Linked DNA regions of Mus musculus: region 1 is linked to region 2. A link is a contact called in public promoter capture Hi-C data. All regions are on one chromosome and are shown on one strand. Each heading gives the region's core, a stretch centred on a gene start, on an enhancer-like site or on the middle of the called end of the contact. The rest is flanking DNA. Distances are from core to core; before and after follow the strand shown.

Region 1 (3,919 bases), core at 903-3,402, 43 kb after region 2:
TGTGCACACCTGCCCAGGTTTCACCCAATCCTTGCTCTTTGGAAGGGCAATAGTATCCACAGCACTGTTGAGTTGAGCTTTGCGTTCCAGCTGGTCAGAAAGATGAAGAATACGAGTTCAGGCCTGGCACTCTCAGCAAGCTTAAACCAGGGATGAGGCTGCCTGTATCTCTACCCCTGTCCCCCACCCCTGGTCCCACTCTAGCCTCATTCTATTGCCCTGGGACCAATAGGTCAGCCACCTAGAAGAGAAGATGGGACTGATACACCAGTGATCTATGGGCGAAAACCAGTGATCAGTAAAATGGTACCTTCAGGAGCATGATGTCATTGACCAGTGTTTCATTGTCAAAGCTCTCGTGAGGTATGGCTTCACTGACAGGAATGAGCTGGGTGTTTTTCTTTTTCTTGAGATTGTGAATTCCTAAGGTTACATTTATAACTCTGTGAAAAGAAGATGAGTTAAGTACAACAACAGGAGCAATGAAAGCAGTCCCTGAAAGGCAAGTTGAGGGTAGAGCTTGACTGAGTCAAATAGCAAGAGATTTATGAGGGAGTTGTTCCTTAGGTCTTCAATAACCACCCAGCCATTCAGACCCTTCACTGACACTATCTGGTCCTGAGTTTCACAACCACTTTAGGTCAAATAGGATATAGTCAGGTTGATCTTCACCTTTGGCTCTACACGTTTAGGGACAGCCAGGATCTGTTGTTATTTGGTTAGTCCCAGGCATCAAAGACCCAGTTGCTTCTCCTTACTTTCCATTACAGTGAGCTGCTGTCATTACGATGTCTCTTGCCACCAGGAAACCACCACAGCGATAGACTGATTTGCTGTCATTAAACCTTATGTATGCCATATAGGGCCGGGAGTGGGGTTTGGACTCTGTACCCCATATGATTTCCCCTGAAAAAGAGAGATTATTCTGAATCTTTGTGCTCATGGAAACTGTGCAACAGTTATCTGGAGGCTGGTAAGGGACACTTCATGCTTGGAGAGTCTGTGGACCTGATGTGTAAAGAGAACAGATTCTTTTGTAGGGGCTGTCACGCAACAAGAAAGGGTGTCTGGGTGCTGCGAGAGATCACACAAAGCCTGCTGCCTGGCATCACTTTCCTCTAGTTTTCAATTTCTTCTTGTAGTCATGATGGTGCCAAGACTTTTCCTTGAATCAAATTAAATCTCATGGACACATTAAGGAAGAATTCAGCACACACTGTCCAGACCATCTAGAACACACTCCAAACAACTACGGGTGTTCCTGTGTCTCATGATTCACCTGGTGTCCTGCTCACTTAAGCACTGGGCTCTGCCTGTAGTAAGCATGGTGCACTACTGAGTAGAAAACTCTGCTTCTCCTCTATTCTGATTCATGAGGCAGAGTAAGTACTCCACTTAGAGATAGGATTGTTGTGTAAACACTGATAAGCTCTCAAATGTGCTAAGCGAGTAGCTGGGACAAGAGCTCCTAATGTAGTCTAAGCTTCAGCATAGATTTATCTTCCTCAGGCATTGAACTAGCCTTCAGGATGAAGAAGGAAGGACACAGGACTCACAGGGATCATAGAGGGGGGAGAAAATGGGTTCGAGGATCCTACGTCTGCCTGTTTCCATCAATCTGTGAAGCAGAGATGAGGGCACACTTTCCTGGCTCTGTTAGATTGTGGCCAACTCTCATGGCAGACCTGTATGGTTCCAAAGAACAGAGACGAGATCAAGGTGACACCTGGAAACCTGAATAGAAGAATTCTTCTAGTCTTAATCCAGGTGGCAGCCCCTGGAGGAAGCCGCTTGCTCTTAGGTTTGTGCAGTTGGAACTTCCAGGCCTTTCTTTCAACTAGTAGGGTCCTATGATATTTTTATAATTCATTACTTTTAGGTGATGAGGTCTCACTCATCAGGTGCCACTGCCAGTAGGTCATTGTGACTTTGGTGTCCTATTTATCTGGTGCTAGAGCTGGGGCTTAGCTAACATCTCAGATGAACCAAGTCAGGAGGAGATCTTACATACAGTCTGACTGGGTACCATGCAGTTATCAGTGCTGGAAGCCACATGCCACACCTCTAGGGATGAGGATGGTTGCTTACCTCCTTCAGCGTTGACTGGCAGGGCAGCCACCAGGAGGACCAGGAGCAGGAACATCCTCTTCAGGGTCTGACCAGGTCTCAGTTGGCCACTTTGTTACTTCTCACAACTTTTAAACCATCAGGTGAGGAAAGAGGCCCAGAGCCAGAGACCTCTAATTTCCTGTGTGATATTTAAGATCTGAGTTCTTGCCACATCTGTGTGGTGACTGTACAGGAAACACACTGCTGTCAGTTACTGGTGAGCATGACCACATTCCCCACAGGAATGCTGGACACTGAGGAGGTGGAAGAGCCTATTGAGGCCTTCCACACTAGACAAGTCCCCTCTCCTGTCAATGCTCAGGGAACTGCAGTAGGATGCCTCTGTGTCTTAAGTTTATGATCAGGTAAACATTTCCTTAAAAAAAAAATAACATCTCACCGGGCGTGGTGGCGCAGGCCTTTAAGCCCAGCACTCGAGAGTCAGGGGAGGCGGATTTCTGAGTTCGAGGCCAGCCTGGTCTACAAAGTGAGTTCCAGGACAACCAGGGCTATACAAAAAAACCCTGTCTCAAAAAACAAAACCAAAAAAATAAATAATAATAATAATAATAATAACATCTCTACATACTATACTACTCTCTATGAAGAGTTTTGTTTTGTTTTTTTCCACAAGGACTTTTGATTTCCAATTTAAGCCAGGTGATCTATTAACACCCTGAGGGCTTTGAACATTTTGGGGGATGGGGTGAAGAGTGAAGATTTAGGATGAAATGCTATTGGGATGTTGATGACAAGAGGTAAAAAATGACTGAATGGGGAGCTTTATAGGGAGGATTTGACAGACAAATGCTCAGGGTCCCATGCCATAAAGACACTGATGTCCTCATCATCTTTGACATCTCAAAGATCTCAAATATTTTATCACCAAAGTAGTTAGTGGCACAAAAGTAGAGACAAAGAGCAGAAAGAAAGATGCGCTGTTGGTGGTGTTGAGTCTTGGCATTGGCAGTGTTCTTCACTGTCAAGGCAATCTGGTCCCCAGGGAAGACCTCGTGTGATGGGGCAGAGCTCTTTACTGTTTTCTTCTCTTTCTCTGCTGCGCAATCAACTGTGGTTCATCTCGAAGTTCTGAGTGTGCAGGTGCCTGGTTGATGTCCACCTTTGAGAGTAAAACTCAAGTGCATTTCTTCTTAGAATGCCAGAGTCAAACTGACATGGCGGAGACTGATGTTCCCTGCAATCTTGTCATTTAGTGTAGACATGAGACTGCTGAAGCAAGCTGCACGTGGTTCTCATGCTGACTTCGCATCTGTTGCACCAGAGCTGGAATATTCAGACACTTTCTCATTTGCATTGCCCGCCCAGGGGATACAACAGCGATTGTTGTTATCATATTAATCTGTTAATTATTTGTATCTTCTTCCCAACAATTTGCAAATGATGGACACATTCAGTAATGGTGGAGTAATTATTAAATATCTCTGTGATGCCAATACATCTGCTAAAACAAAATCCATAAGGCTATACACTAAGAAAATTAAAGATGCTAGATTATGATGCTACACCCACAGGCCCTGATTATCATTCAAAAGTATCTGGTCCTATGCTGTCACAATTTCCACTTCTGATTTCTTATATCTTGATAGTACTATCACATTTTCCTGGTAGTTAAACGTGTTTTGAGTTACTGGGGCAGGCTCTTGGGCTAGCCTTCTGCCTCCCACATGGCTCATGGTCCCACATATCAGGGCTTCCTGGGAACCAGTTCATACTGTCAAGCAGCCACCATGTGAGTGGCCCTCCTGCTCCCTGCAGCCCGTCTCAGAATATACTGCTGTTCTGAACAAGG
Region 2 (4,009 bases), core at 840-3,339:
CCAACAATAAAACAATAAAACTAAACCAAGAGCAACTTTCCCTAATGTCACCACCCAGTTAAGTTTTCAATATTCCACTGTAGTTCTCCAAGATGCAAATAGATATGCAGAAGGGAGATAAAGCAGAGATCACCTCGCCTGCATCATTCAATAGTGCATTATTTGCACCAACTCTGGAGATCTCCACATATACTAAGGCTCTGGTTTACTTTTTTGGTAAAAAGAGACAGTTGTGAAATTTTCCACTAGTTTCTTTCATAATGTCACTTCGGGAATCCGACAACCACTGAGGGGATGAGGCCAATTGATAACTATATCTGTCCCACCTCTTCATTCATGAGCTTCAAAGTGAGAATGTTCATTTGGGACACTGTGTGTAGACCATCTCAAGGCCAGAATCACCTAAATGGGGCCGCATAGAATAATTTGGTGTCTTTACAAAGTATTATCTGGTAAGATCCAATGCACAGTAATAGAAAACATTAGTATATATTTTTCTCTAATTCATATCACTCTGCTTAGATAGCTCCTTGTAGCTCTGAGGAAGCAAAGGAAGGAAATACAGAAGGATAGAGTTGGGGCCAGAACTCTCCTCAAGGGCACCCGGTTTCTGTCATGTGAAGAGGTCTGAGCTGTCTGCTCCAAGCCTGGGAACCAGCTGAGGCTTCATAAGATGGTCAATACCTCTTTTTACCAGACCTAGAATTTTTCTGCAAAGCTCCATGATTCTAGAACATCAAGTCCAATTATATGGTTCATTGAGATGCACAGTCTTTCAGTTTGAACAAGTGCTTGCTCGAGTTACTACATTAATCTAGCTGTACAATATCTTTTTCTGTGAAATGCATCACAATAAAATAGTTTTTATCTGTTAAAACAAGTTGTCTTTCTTATTTTGAACCAAAAATCATGTCCAAACCCATCATCTTAATTGACCAGATTCGTGAGTACTTAGACACAATGAGCCAACCTCTCTCTCTACACTGCCTGCTCCGTCACCCAAAGCTGTGCCTTACATTGCAGATACAAAAGACATTTTATTCTGTGATACCCTGAAAGTCCATTGAGTTCTCCATAAATGTATATTATAATGTTTATAGAAGAGACTTAGTAGAGGCCCATTGGACACACAAACTTTATATGCCCCAGTACAGGGGAACGCCAGGGCCAAAAAAACGGGAATGGGTGGATAGGGAAGTGGGGGGAGGCTATGGAGGACTTTTGGGATAGCATTGGAAATGTAACTAAGGAAAATATGTAATAAAAATATTAAAAATTAAAAAAAGAGAGACTTAGTATGATTAAACTTACAGAAGCTGCTCTCAACCTTGCGTCAGAGGGGTCAATTATCAGATATCCTTCACATTACATATTTTACATTAAATTCATAAAACTGTAGCAAAATTTTACTTATAAAGTGTCAATGAAATAATTTTGTGGCTGGGGTCACCACAATATGAGAAACTGTATTAAAGGGTCACACCATCAGGAAAGTGGGGAACCACTGACTTAATTAAGGTCTTGTTCATGCCCTATATGCTGTGTATTCAATATACTCTCCCCACATCTTTATCCCTCACAGCCACATTCTATCATGTCCTACTTATTTGAATAAAGATGAGATGCCCTCACACTGGTCAACACAAACAATAGCCTTCAGGCTGAATCAGCCCACCATCAGTTTTTGTAAATAAAATGTACTTGCTCTCCCCCACATGCTCATACACTACAGAAGTCTGTGTTTGTGTTTAACAGCAGAGGTGAGACTTCCCACATATGCAGCATGGGTCTCAAAGCTGACAATAATACCTGGATGCTTAGAAGAACCATTCCATGATCCCTGATCAAGGTCCCCCTCCCTTTGTGTGCTGTCCTGCTTCCTGGGAGCCACTTTGAAGGGTGCAGTCGACACCTTATCATGGGATGCAGGAGTCTCAGAATCTGGCCACAGACTCAACACCACCAGAGAGCAGTCATGAGAATTTCTGATAAGGAAAGTAGAGCTTGTCCAAACCAGATCTGTGGTTCCCAGCCCTGCCTTTCTCCCACATTGGATCTATAAAAGCAGGAACCAGGACAGCAACACCCTAGAAGCTCACCAAGGCCTCAACACTGGCAAAATGCAGGCCCTACTATTCCTGATGGCACTTCTTTTGCCTTCTGGAGCTGGAGCTGGTGAGTTTGTCTTCATCTCCCTAACCTCTGAGTTTTCAGAAACCAGCCTTCATCTCTTAGCTTTGGCAATAGAGACCCTAACATGAGGAAGTGTACTAAACTAACATAGTCAAGGGGAAATCTGTAGGTCAAAGAAGAATGAAAAACTAATTCCTCTTTAGAACATTTCCTCAAGTTGCTTCCTGTTCTGATAGGCAGCTCTTCTCTGGCCTTCCCTTAGTGTTGAGGAAGATCAAATGAGGGTGTGGAGAAATGTCTGATGAAGTAGAATGTCAAAAACATGAATGGGCATTGTGTTCTGAATGAAGGCTGATGGTGGACATGAACACTAGTGAGAAATTTAGACCAAAGGGCATGTGGAGGGGCCTGATTACCATGAGCGGTGGGGTGGGCTTAGAGTAGTTATACAGCTTTACCTCATCTTCCCTTGCTGGTGCTGTGTTGGGGTGTTCCACAAGTTTGTGACCAGGGACTGGGGTTTCTTTGTTCCAGAGGAGATTATTGGTGGTGTTGAGGCTAAACCACACTCCCGTCCTTACATGGCCTATCTGAAGTTCACCACTAAGAACGGTTCGAAGGAGAGGTGTGGTGGGTTTCTCATAGCCCCACAATTTGTGATGACTGCTGCACACTGTAATGGAAGGTAAGAGGCTTCTTCTCTTCCTGTGAGGAAATGCAGGAGCCAGAATCCCAGAGCAGCAGAGGCCTGAGGAAGTTTCAAGATGGGCTCTCCTTACACAGAGAGGAAAAAGGAGCACAGGGCCACATACTGGGTCATCTCATGTGTGGTCTCCATTTTCAGAGGTCAGAGCTTTACCAGGGCTCTAGTCAGGAGGAAAACTACAGCTTTGGCTTGTCCTGGTGTCACCAGAGCTCAGACATGGTGTGGGGTGTAAGTCAATGTAGAGTGCCAACTTGCCATGTGCAAAGGCATGGGTTCAATCCAAGTAGTGGGTGTGAAGTGTGGGGAGAGAGTTCTCAGTCCTGTGTTTGTCCAACCTGCCTCCTTCTCGCAAGGCTGTGGTCCTGGGAGCTCCATCTCTAGTCTCTCTCATGCTGCACTGGGACAGAACCTAGAGCCTGGTGCCCTTCTCCCTGGAAGGAGTCCTCCTCCCAAGAGCAGCATGCTTCACTGCTTCTTTCTCTGTCAACAGTGAAATCAGTGTCATCCTTGGAGCTCATAATATAAACAAGAACGAACCCACACAGCAGATAATAAAAACTGAAAAAACATTTGTTCACCCAAAGTTTCAGTACCTTTCGGGTTTCTATGACATCATGTTACTGAAGGTACCGTTATTTTTATTGCACTGTTTAAGTCTCCCAATTCTAACTCTCCTCCAGGCTCAGGCCTTCAAATTCTTTCTTCTCCAAATCATTTCCTCTGAACCTACTACTGAATTTCCAAGGGGAATGGCCCCTCGTCCAAGCATCCTTCACTACTTTGACATCTCTTCTCTCCTTCCCCCAACAGCTACAAAAGAAAGCAGAGTTGAATTCTGATGTGGATGTAATTTCATTGCCTAGTTCCTCTGACTTCATCAAGCCTGGGAAGATGTGCTGGACAGCTGGATGGGGGAAAACAGGAAAGAATAACCCTCTATCAGTTACCCTGAGAGAGGTTGAACTGAGAATCATGGATCAAGAGGCCTGTAAAGACCACAGTGATTACGATTATCAACTCCAGGTTTGCGCAGGCAGTCCCACAACATCAAAATCAATAGGACAAGTGAGTACACACCTGCTTTTCCTCCCCACTTCAGGCAACAGCATCAGAAGAGGAAGTGTGTCAAACAGCTCTCCAAGGCAGTGACTAATGACTGTGTTCTTTCAT

What was found. Capture Hi-C pulls out chosen DNA fragments and counts their contacts.
Region 1: a promoter capture Hi-C map of adipose tissue shows a contact between it and region 2. The contact joins the promoter of Mcpt8 here to the promoter of Mcpt2 in region 2. A contact is called at or near these places in 8 of 39 promoter capture datasets (the 3T3-L1 cell line, cranial neural crest, embryonic stem cells and 4 more), 2 of 484 Hi-C or Micro-C datasets (the G1E-ER4 cell line and brain), 1 of 115 datasets of contacts at active chromatin or transcription factors (pancreatic cancer cells) and 3 of 9 other capture datasets (adipose tissue, liver and macrophages).

The regions. Positions count from the first base shown.
Region 1 is chr14:56,083,045-56,086,963 of GRCm38.p6, forward strand. It overlaps Mcpt8 (mast cell protease 8), which reads right to left and starts at 2,153. Exons shown (of 5, transcript NM_008572.1): 1 at 2,089-2,153; 2 at 759-906; 3 at 311-443; 4 at 1-90. The coding sequence starts at 2,143.
Region 2 is chr14:56,040,034-56,044,042 of GRCm38.p6, forward strand. It overlaps Mcpt2 (mast cell protease 2), which reads left to right and starts at 2,090. Exons shown (of 5, transcript NM_008571.1): 1 at 2,090-2,175; 2 at 2,668-2,818; 3 at 3,330-3,465; 4 at 3,650-3,904. The coding sequence starts at 2,121.